Linked DNA regions of Sus scrofa: region 2 is linked to region 1. The links are chromatin contacts, called in public promoter capture Hi-C maps. All regions are on one chromosome and are shown on one strand. The core of a region is the stretch at or near the end of the contact, and the rest is flanking DNA. Distances in the headings are between cores, read along the strand shown. Region 1 holds the start of RHOC (rho-related GTP-binding protein RhoC). Region 2 holds the start of CAPZA1 (F-actin capping protein subunit alpha 1).

Region 1 (5,659 bases), core at 1,335-3,834:
ATATCACCCCAGAGGTGGGAAGGAGAGCAGACGGATGGAGGGCAGTGGCAGCAGCCAGCCGGTGTCCCTGGCCCACCCCATCCTGGTCCCCAGAGCCCCAAGGCACACAAAGGAGGCTCAGTCTGGGCAGTGCCCACAGCCCACATTCGGGCAGCCTGCCTTCCTCCCCCCTTCCTCCTGGGCCTGGCAGCAACACTGGGTCACTCAGCCCCAGGCAGGGGACAATGACCACACTGTAGGGAGCCACACATCTACCACAGCAGAGGGACTGAGAATAATCCACTAGGGAATCACCTCCACCCACTCCCTGGAACAGCCCCTTCCTCCCCTCTGTCCAGCTCACCCCAAGGCCCTGCCCACCCCTCCCTGTGACTCAGGGCAAGGAGTCAGCTTCCCGGGGTTTCCAGTGTCTCCCGCCCCCGACACACACCAAAGAGCATCTGCACAGTTCATCACACCTTCCTAGCTTCCCTGCCCCTGAGCTGAGCCTCACTTCCTCCTTCCCTGGGGAGAGGAGCCGACCTCCAGCCGGCTGGAGTTCCCAGGCTGAGGCCTGGGAGGAAGAGAGGGCGGGCTCTGGAGCTGAGATGAAGTCGAGGCTGCTGGGGGGGGCGGCTAGAGTCAGTGCTGGGAGGAGCCCCAAAAAAGAGACAAATGAGTCCCAGCACCAACCAGGCAGGGAGCAGTTAAGAAAGGAGGAGATGGTAACCCGATCTCTGCCCCAAACCTGGCTTTTTCTCTCAGTCCCACATCCTGTCGTTCTAGACTCAACTCCTTCACTCTCCCCACACCAGCATCACTTCACACCCCTGCCTTGGTCTGTCTTTTAAGAGGCGAATATCCCAGCCCAAGACAAGTTTTCTTCCACAGTGGGATCCTGGGTGGCCTCCCTCCCCTACACAAACACACACACACACACACACACAACTGGGATGAGGGGAAGTGGATATGAGTCAGAGGGAATTTATAGGAGTTGAGAGTGCACAGCCACTCTCCCCACCACAACAGGGGCTCCCCCTGACACCCCAAAAGACAAACAAGAAGGCATTCACCCTGCCAGCAGATCCCTTCCAAAAATGGAAACCATCCTTCAGAAAAGGGGGGAGTGTCCCTGGAAACTCTACCCAGGTGACCAAAACTCGCTTACCTGCTCCCACAAGTTCCATTGGTCCAGCGGTGGGAAAACAGGCTGGGGTGGCCCCAACCCGGGCAGGGCCCTGCTGATGGAGGGCTGGAGGGCATTCACCACTGGGGTGACTGCCAGTTGCTTAGGCATGAATGTGCCACTGCCCACCCCCAGCAGGACAGTTTAGGTGGCACCAGATGGTGGGGGGCAGAGGCCAGAACTCCGGGGCAAGAGCATGCATTAAATTACCTGGAGCCCCCAGCTCAATCATAAGACTTTCCCTTCAAGCTCAGTAGAGTAGTTGGCCCAGGCCACCAGGCCCAAGGCCAAGATGGCAAGGACAACAGCTCCCTGTGAGAGGCGGCCCCTGAAGAACTGCCCCACTGACCCTCAGAGAGGCAACCAAACCCCACACTGGACTGGAATGGAACCTGAACTCCTGGGGCCTTCCTTGGGACTAAACAGCTGCCCTCTCCTCCATCCTGTAGATTCCCAGATGAACCAGGGGCTGCAGTACCCTGCTGGCCACCCCTGAGGTCCAGGGAAGAAATCAGATACGTCCTCCTGAACGTGAAAACTAGAAGTGATGGCAGGACTCAGCCTTGGGGCCTCCAGCCCAAACCCCCAGGACACTCTCTAGCCGGGTTGGGAAGTGTGAAGGCGGGTGGGGGGGTTGGAAGGGAGGAGATTCTTGAACTCACACACACACGCACGAGCTGGATCCTTCCCAATCTCCCCTACCTCCCACTCCAGGCCGACTCCAGAAACCATCTAGGGCGACGGCCAGACCCCCGGAACAGTGGCCGCCCCCACGGTCACACCCAGCCCCTATTCCCGCCACTCCACCAGCCCGGCGAGGGGAATTCCCTCCTCCATCCGGACTCGGACCGGGACCCACACCCCAGCCCCGGTCCACAGCGGGCCGCCGGGCCTGGAAACTAGAGCGTCTGGCCTGGGGCTTCCTCGCAGAGACCCAAGTTGCCCCATTTCCCCTCGCCCGGCCGGGCAGGTTCCGGGAAGTCGGGAGGGGAAGGCAAGGGACTCCGGCTTGGACACCAAGAGACGACAGGCCCTGCGGGGCAATTCCCGGGGCGCCTCACGGCGGCCCAGGAGGGCAGGGAGGGGCCGAGCCCGGCCGACCCCCGCGCCGCCCAGGCGCCGCGTCCAAGGGGAGGGCAGGCGGCCCGTACTCGGGCCAAAGCCCCTCCTCCCCGGCCGGCGCCCCGAGCTCCGGCCAAGCGGAGAAGGGGGAAAGTGCTCTGCCGGGGACGAGTTCCCAGGACAACCCCGCCGCCCCCAGCCCTAACCCGAGGTACCTTCCGCTCCACCGCTCCCAGCTGCGCGGCCGGTGCCGGAGGCAGACTGACCCGAGGGGCACCGCCCCGCCCTCCTTCTTCGCCGCGGCGGGAGGGGCGACTCGCGGGAGGGGCGGGCCCGCAGGGGGAGGGGCGGGCCGGGCGGCCCTAGGCTCCGCCCGCCCCCCGCCCCCGCGGGTCGCTGAGCGCAGGCCGCGGGGGCCGGGGTGGGGGGGCGGTCCCGGGTGCCGGCCGGGGGCTCGGGAAAGAGGCCCAGGCTGTGGAGGCGTGGGCGGCGGGGCACAGCCGACGGGACCCTGAAGGACTCTGCCTCTGCCCCGCCTTCCAGCTCCTAGGGGAGAACCGGTATCGGGAAAGTTGAGAGGCGCTCGGGGTGGAGTCAGGAAAGGGCCGCTGCTGCCCTCCTGTGGCCAACTGGCCACCCGCGTCTACACCACCCGGGGCTTCGCGGGACTAGAAAGGAGTCTTTGGGGACGCCCGAGGAGAGGGCCGCGGAAGATGCCCACCCTCTGTTCCTAGAATCACTGCGGAGTAAGTACAGTCCACTATCATCCTCTAGCCTTGGAGACTTTTCAGAACCTTTGAGATTCAAGGCACCTGGTTCCACCTCCCAGTTCCCTTCGTTTCTCCCTGCCTGGAGTTTCCAACTCCTACCCATCCCTCAAAAGGCAGTCCTGGAAATCCTTCCGGATCCCCAGCTTTGAATTCAGTTCTCGCCCCCACTGTATTATTTCTGTGCTGTTAGGGACACCTAGCCGGGTTCGACTTGTGCACCGGGTGTTTACCAACAGGTGTATTTCCTTCCCTGAAAGGTGCCTGAGGAGGTGGGTGGAAGATGAGGAAGTCTACTCACATTTTATTAGCTTGGGATCGTACAATACATAGCTTTTAACATTCATCACAAATCTTCGGAATAAGTATATCCATCCCCTTTTGCCTGTAAGGAAACTGAGGCTCAAGGAAGTTAAGCGGCTTGCCCAAAATTTGCCATTTGTATGTGGCAGAGCAAGCACTTCCTGGTCAGCCCTGTCTGGCTCCAAGCTGGTCCCTCTCCCAGTTGCCTACTGTGATCCTCCAATCTATGCCTCTCCTGTCTGGCACAGTGTGTGGCACGTAAATAGGTTTTCAACAGATCTTTGCTGAATGAATCAATGAATGAATGAATGAATGTTAGAAGTCAAGCATACCTTAAAGATCTGAAAAGCAACTCATATATTTGCTAAATGAGGAAACTGAGGTCCAGAGCTGTGTGGTCCCCAGGCCTCTTAGCTGACTCAATAAATTGAGCTATGTGCTCAGTTGAGGTCGATTTCTGCCTTCAAAGAAGGTACAATCTAAATTCAGAATGCAGACAACTTAAAGATAGCTCATGGCTTTTGAACTCTTGTTACATGGACCTGGCTCCGCATACGTGAACTCCTTTCGTCATGCTCAGAGAGACGGCAGACCTAGTAATGGGTTTGGCACCAGGACCCAAACATCAGGACTCTCAAGCTCCTGCTCTTAACTGTTATTCTGTACCAGCTCCTTATAGAGACAGTTTTAGTACAGGAGGTAAGCACTGTAGTGGGGGCGTGTGTGGACTGTGGAAGGATAGGTGAAGTGTTCAGGATAAGGCGATGTGTAGATTTCAAACGAACTGCAGCTACTTCAGACCTGGAGAGTTATGGAACCCTCACGAGGGTGGGAGGGAGGGGGGAGACAGGACCAAAGGAAGCCGTGGACAGATCATGAAGGTCTTTCTATGCCGTGCCCAGGAGGAGAATGTCAGTTTTGGTCTAGGTGCAGTAAGGAGCCACTGAAGTATTCTTGGAGGGATGGATTCACACTGTGGAAAGGATTTCCCTGGCTGCTACTTATGTTGTGTATTGGGGGAAGCAGGGAAGTGACCTGGAGACAGAGTTAGGCAGCTAATCTACTAGAGGACTAAGGCAGTGACTATAAGAACAAATAGGAAATATATATATATATATTTTGTCTTTTTGCCTTTTCTAGGGCCACTCCCATGGCATATGGAGGTTCCCAGGCTAGGGGTCCAATCGGAGCTGTTGCAGCTGGCCTACACTAGAGCCATAGCAACGCCAGATCTGAGCTGCAACCTACACCACAGCTCACGGCAATGCCGGATCCTTAACCCACTGAGCAAGGCCAGGGATTGAACCCACAACCTCATGGTTCCTAGTCGGATTCGTTAACCACTGAGCCACGACGGGAACTCCAAGGAAATATATTTAAAAATAAATCATCAGCTATACTTAGTGATTGATTCTCCTGATGCGGAAGAAACAGAAGCCAAATGTGACCAATTCCAGGGTTTCTAACTTGAGTAGCTGAGCTGGTAGCCCTGAGATGATGCACCCAGAGGAGGATATGATTGTGGGGGAAATGATCAATTCAGCTGGAGGAGCGTTGAGTTGACGTGCCTGTGGAATGTCTCGGAGATGTTCAGGAGGCCACTGGGATATGTAGGTCTAAAGCTCAGGAAAGGTCTGTGCTGGAAATAATGACTTAGAAGAGGCCGGCACATGAATGAAGCCATAGAAGCAGATGAGAATGTGCGGAGCAGGAAGAGCAGAGGGCAGAAGAGCGAGCCTGGGAATGTTACATTTTTATGACTGTTTTGGAGTTCTTTCCACCCCCACCCCCATCCCCGTTGTTTTGCCTTTTAGGGCTGCACCCACAGCATATGGAGGTTCCCAGGCTAGGGGTCTAATCAGAGCTGCAGCTGCCGGCCTACACCACAGCCACAGCAACTCAGGATCTGAGCCATGTCTGTGATCTACACCACAGCTCACAGCAACGCCAGATCCTTAGCTCACTGAGCGAAGCCAGGGATCGAACCCACATTCTCATGGTTACTAGTCCGGCTCGTTACTGCTAAACCAAACGGGAACTCCACCTTTCAGTTTCCATTCAAAGTAAATAAAAACACACACCTTTATCCATCTGCTTTATTTGCCAAGAGATATAATTTTGGATCTAACTGGCACCCCTTCTTCGGTTAAATTGCCGCTAAAGAAGGTCATAGAGACAACTTCAGAATTTGGGTTGGGAGAGGCATAAGCATGGAGCAGCTGGGATGGTGGTGGGAGGTTCGGGGCTGAGCCCCTCAGGAGTAACTGCCTGGCCCTCCCAGGGGGATGATGAAGACCGAGATGTCATCCCCGGAACCCAGCTTGTTGTTGGGGAGACGCCAACCACGGTCCCGGGGGGTGCC
Region 2 (6,051 bases), core at 1,109-3,608, 90 kb before region 1:
CAAATTAGATAATTTACCTTGCTTTTGAGAATAAAACCAAGAATATACAAATCATAATTTACACAAGAACCTTTGCAATTCCATGAGGATAAGCTAAACCAACATCCTGTTACAAAGGTTTAAAACTACTCCCTAATTATCTTGGTTAAATACAAACCAGTGTTTCAAATTAGAGGGAAGGAAACAGTGTATTTGGTATGTCAGCTAGAGAAGCAAAAGAGCCTAAAGAGAATAGCAACAAACTAAGGAGCTCCCAGACCTGATTCACTGAAAACCTGGACCAGATTCTTCACTTCAAATAACTATCTCATAAACACTTTGGGTTTTAGAAATAAATAGAAATCTATAAAGTCATTGACTCTCATCTAAATGGTGTATCTAGTTAATATGTAAAATAAGATAAAATAAAATAAAATAAAACCGATATACTCAATAAGGAACTTTTCACTGAGTGTACAAACCACAAAACTTCATTAACCTGTAACAGAAACATCAAATTAGCTTTTTCATTCTAAGAAGGCCAATTTATTATGTTTTAGTGTTAGTTGTATCTGAATTTCCATACTATTTCTTAAAAAATCCGAAATATTTCAGAACATTATCTCACAGTCTTTCGATTGAAAAGGAGACATTTGCCTTCTCTTGCTACAGAAAAATAAACTACGGTGCTGTCAGTCACAATCCTCACAAAACAGAAATACTTCCATCTTAATCTGAGGTTGCCAACTTGTAATGACATAAAAAAAGGCCCTGGCTCCCATCCACTTTTCCTGGCTACAGCTAAAGAATAATATTTGCAGAATCCAAGCGATCATCACCTCTTACACGTCTTCTGTCGGCACCACAAATGTCGAAAGAACTAAGAACCCACTGCTGTTTGTGGCTCTTTTTCTTTTGACTTCCTGTACTATTCTATTCTATTACTCAAGATAAAGCCTAAAACAGAACGGACAAAAACAGCACGAAAACAATTTCTTGACAAAACTATTTTAAAACATGAGAATGGTTGGCTAGGATCGTGGTGTTTTCTTTCTTTTAGATTTTTGTTGTCTGGGTATATGGATTCTCAGTTGAGCGGCAGGAGAATTAAAGGAACTTTTTTCAAGGCATCCTACCAGTGATGGGTGTTTATAAATTCTGCATCCAAGTCTGAAAACGCTCTCATCTGTCCTACCACCTGAAGCTTACAGTTTTTCAGGTGCGTTTTTGCTCGGGTGAACAACTGACGAGAGAGGGCGGAACTTCAAGAGCTCTAGGGAGGAGCCGGTAGCTGCAGCTCAGGTTTGACAATCAGCTGCGAAGCGGAGACCCAAGAGAAAAAGAACCCACTCGCTCACCGGCTCATTCTACGAAGCCCTCCAAAAACTATTGAGAATCTCTGCCCTTTGGTCCTCGCCCCCCGCACCTCTCCTGGCCCCCTTCCCGCCCTCGGGGAGCTCTGGGCCTCTCACCCGCTGCCAAATTCTCACACAGCCTCAGCGGGACCCTTAGAGCGTAAAGCAGCCCCAGCCCCGCCACGAACCACAGCGAGGCCCCAGTGCCCGCCAGGCCGGCGCGTAGCCGCTCCCTCCAGCCCAGCGAAGGGCTCAGGCCGGGAGCAGGTGCTGGAGGAGATGCCGCAGCAGTTGCTGCTTCACCTACGCCGTCACCGTCCGCCATCTTGCCGCTCTCGCAGGCGCCGCGAGTTGGGAGGGTTAGAAGGGCAGGAAACCGGGAGTCGGGAATCCTGGGATAGTGGAGGACCTGAAGTTGGCCTCCGTGAAGGCTGAGAGCCCCAGGGAGCCAGGACCGAGAAGATTTGGAAGGTGGAGGAGTGTTCCAAAATAGGGCTACCTATTCCTTCCGAGGGCGGGAAGGGCCGGATAGCGGCAGCTATTGGACGGAGATGTGACCCCGAAGTGAAGTGTTTTGCCTCCATACGAGTGAGTCACGATTCACCCCATCCCTGGGGTTGAAAAGCCACCGACCGTTTCAGAGTCCGAGCAGTACTCAGCCCTTTGGACTCGGCTGCATGGATAGCTTTGGTACTGGGAAAATCTACCGGAGCAGCAACTGCCGTTTGGTCAGCTGGAGCGTGGGCGCCAATACCAGTCGAAACACGCACCTAGCGTCCCACAGATGAATGGGGAAATGAATGCAACTCAGTGCGAAAGATACTAGACTTAAAGTTATTTTAGGCAAGCCGACTTACTGGAGTCCCGGCGCCAAAGCCATCCCCCCGCCCGTAACTGACATGGCGCCCTCGCGGTCAGCGTTTCCGGGCGGGTCCTTCCGACGGCTTTCGCTGTGATTCCATCACTCGGCTTCCTTCCCGGCCTGCCTCGCGCCAGGCCCCGGCTCAGCCAGAGCAGCCCAAGATGGCCGACTTCGAGGATCGGGTGTCGGATGAGGAGAAGGTAAGGGGTCCGCCTTTCTCTCACCTGCTCCCGCGACAGGGAACCGCGCCCCGACCTGGCTGACGTGGGAACCCTGGCTGTGCCCCCAGGAGAAAGAAGCCTCTCGGCCTGTGCTGGCATATGCTCTCCGCAGTCGGGACGCTTCCTTCTTGAGGGGCTTTCCTCTGCCTCACGGTGGCCCCAGTTCCCCATTCCTCAAGTCTCTTTTCCTCCGGGCCTGAGGCACAGCCCAGTGGCCTTCCTGCGAGAGAAGAGACTCCGTTATTGAACCGTGACCATGGGCTCTTTTTTTTTTTTTTTTTTTGTAATTATAGAGAGGGGGCGACAATGGTCGCGACATAGGCAGTTATTTTACCGCCTTGAGCTGTTGGGGCTCACCCCATCCCCCCATTTTAAGGTATGATTGGGGCTAGTTTAGGGCGAGTCACTTCCTGGTCGGGGTGGCCTCTTAACTTCCCCTTTACTCCTCCTTCCTCAGGAAGTGATTTTGCTGTCACGATTCCTCGACTGGGAGAGGTCCCTAAAATGTTGGCTGACTATCCACACACACCTCTCTTCCCACATACTATGGGCTGAACTAATAGGCAGTAATAAATGTGTGAGCCTCAGAACATTTGCTTCAGAATTTGAACTTCCCTGTAGACACTCCCTGGATTGTATGTATACGCTTCCCCCCCGCCCGTGATTCCATCCCTTGCTTCTTACATCCTCTTAACGATATTTTCTGAAAAATAATTTTCAAATTTTTTTGTTAACAAATCAAGAACAGCCAACGGATTTTTCCCTTTAACTCAAAGGTTTTATGTAGAACATACTACTCATGTTAACACATTCAAGTCTGGACAAAGCATCTTCTTTGATGCTCCACTGTGGTGTCTTTGATTATAGTTGAACTTGAGAGTGTGCAATTTGTGCACTTACTTATTAAAAAGTGTCTTAAATACAAGAGAATATTCTACCTTAGGTGGAATAACTTTTTTCCTGACAGCTGCACACCTTAACAGTTTGTCAGGCCTTTTAGTAACTATGTTAAAGATTTTAGAACCTCTGGAAATTACAGTAATTTCACTACATAACAGGACAAGAATTATGTCTTGTTTCACGCAGTGGCTTTTACAAAATGTGCACTCTTGAATGCTCTGTAAATGTATCTGGCCTCTTTCCTTTTTTAATAAGAGAGATTGGGATGAGAAGGGGACTATTTACCATCCAAGAGTAGTCAGTACAGAACAATTTGGTATGACATACTTAGATATACCATGTCATTTTGAAATGCTGAGGAATATGCTAAACAGAAGCCATTGAACAACACTTCAACATTAGATTTTTCTCTTACTTGGAAATTGATTCTCATAAATATATAAGATTTGGGGGAAAAGGGCATTTTATATTGTATGTGAACTTATTGCTACCGGGAAAACTATAATAAAATATTTATAATGTTTATTCTAAAGCAAGCAGTTATGAGTCAGATGAAATTAAATTACAGAGAAAATCATGGGCTAACAGAACATTTGGTAGCCCAGCCGATGCTCTACTTACCTTAAGCAAAAATGCTATTACAGGAAAATTTCGCTAAGAATTTAGATAACAATTCTGTTCCCAAGCAATACTACGTTTACCAATGTCGAGTTTTTGCTTCTTGAAACAGTGTTAGAATGCCTTTTTTTTTTTTTTTTTTTTTTTTTTTTTTTTGCTATTTCTTGGGCCGCTCCCGCGGCATATGGAGGTTCCCAGGCTAGGGGTCGAATCGGACCTGTAGCCACCGGCCTATGCCAGAGCCACGGCGACGCCGGATCGATAACCCACTAAGCAAGGGCAGGGACCGAACCCGAAACCTCATGGTTCCTAGTCGGATTCGTTAACCACTGCGCCACGACGGGAACTCCTAGAATGCCTTTTTAATTAAACTTGGGGAAAAAAATATGTGTTTCAAAGTGCAAATTAAGATATCTTTGGATATTGACAGTGTTAAAATCAGTAGCATTAATAGCTTTGATTTTATAACAGCGGATCTGTGACCAATTTTCTGATACCTCCCAGCATACTTCTTTTAATGCTTAGTTTTAGTAATGATGGAGCAAGCAAATCGTAATTAGTAAGTTAAATCTACTGCCAGAAAATGTTGATGAATTTCATATTCAGTGCACAAGTTTTAGATTAGCTATCTTGTCTTTGTTAGTGTAGATAATTAAAAATAGCTGATTTTTTAAAAATCTCATATAATAAATTCATAGGATTTGAGATTACTGAAATTTTGTTAGGTTTTTATTTCCAGAGATGAACTGATCTGTATTTCTCTGTTGTGGCTCTTTATAAGTAAAAAGAAAGGGCTTTGACTTGTAAGGTTACTTTAATTCCTCTTCAGCTTTGTACCTAACCTACCTTGACCTCTTTACCTCCAGGCTCCTGATGCCTTTTAACTGAATTCAAAAATTGAAAAATTATTTTTCCAAAAAGACTTGCTGATATGAATATCTTAGCATTCATAAACAAGTGACCCTTAAGTGAGATTCTTGTTGTAGAAAACTTTTACAACCAAGGCACCATTACAAACAAGTTATTTTCAGCCTTAGTTTGTGTTGATTCTTCTTTGAAGGAACTGTAACATTTTCATTTTTTTCTTTTTAAATAAGACTTCAACTGCATTCGATAGGATTTTTTTAATGCATGTGTGTCATGATGCCAAATACATTTTAATACTGCTTTTTATTTTTGTTACGTTTTCTGAAAGCAGTGAACCCAGAGGTGAATTTGGTGGCAATGGTCTCTGATTTCCTTGCAAGTACTTCTATAAAAGTTAATAAGGTCAATCATTCTCATAACTAACTGCTATAGTTTTTAATTACTTTATAAAGAGGAAGTTGGGTTTTTTAACTTCTGCATTGTTACCTGAAATGGTCATGATGAGCTGCCTAAATAAAACAGGAAGTTGAAAGTGTAATAACTTGCAGAAATAAATGCTTTTAGTCTTATCCTCGAGTTCAGTTTCTGAGAATGAGCTCTACTCCTCTAGTTATTTAGACTCTTTAGTATTTGGTTCCAAATGCTTAACAAGACCAAAATGACAAAAATACCATAATTAGGAAACTTGAATTATGAAGTTAATTACTTGTTTGGGTTCTTTGCACAGTTTCCTTTATTTCATGATTCAACATTTTAAAAACATAAATGCAGACATAATTTTAGGGCTGAAAAATGTGCTATTTTTTTTCCTCTTTAGCCTAACTAGTAGAATATTTGTGTATAGCTTCAAAAATGCTATAACTGAAAAATTATCTTCTGTGCTTTAAATTTAGACAATATCATCTTTAAGGTACTTTTTGAAAAACAGGTTTATCAAAATTATTTAGGAAAGATGTGGAAAATGTTAAAAGATGCAGAAATTTGAGGGCTCTGTTAGAGGTCGTGAAAAAGATTTATACTTCTAAACTGGATTTCTTTGATTATGTATTACCTCCTTAATTTACTAGGTGAGTTTAATTGCCATGTATATTTTCTTAGTGCAAATTAAGATGGCTTTGGATATTGACAGTGTTAATTGCCTAAAGCTTAATTGCCATGTCTATTTTCTAACAAGTCACTGATTAGTAATAATACTACCCTTTTTTTTTTTTTTAAGCTTCTTTTCAGTTAGCTTTGCTGAGTAGTAGTC

Evidence for each region. Promoter capture Hi-C pulls out the DNA fragments that hold promoters and counts their contacts.
Region 2: a contact with region 1 is called in a promoter capture Hi-C map of liver, with 4 times the contacts expected there. A contact is called at or near these places in 3 of 5 promoter capture datasets (fetal liver, fetal skeletal muscle and liver), 17 of 47 Hi-C or Micro-C datasets (alveolar macrophages, blood, brain and 11 more) and 2 of 2 datasets of targeted methods (alveolar macrophages and skeletal muscle).

What each region holds. Positions count from the first base shown.
Region 1 is chr4:107,728,638-107,734,296 of Sscrofa11.1, reverse strand. It overlaps RHOC (rho-related GTP-binding protein RhoC), which reads right to left and starts at 2,584. Exons shown (of 5, transcript XM_003125846.4): 1 at 2,443-2,584. It overlaps PPM1J (protein phosphatase 1J), which reads right to left. Exons shown (of 10, transcript XM_021090759.1): 10 at 5,378-5,659. The coding sequence ends at 5,552.
Region 2 is chr4:107,818,113-107,824,163 of Sscrofa11.1, reverse strand. It overlaps CAPZA1 (F-actin capping protein subunit alpha 1), which reads left to right and starts at 2,358. Exons shown (of 10, transcript NM_001097454.1): 1 at 2,358-2,396. The coding sequence starts at 2,358. It overlaps ST7L (suppressor of tumorigenicity 7 protein-like), which reads right to left and starts at 1,686. Exons shown (of 17, transcript XM_013988151.2): 1 at 1,452-1,686. The coding sequence starts at 1,659.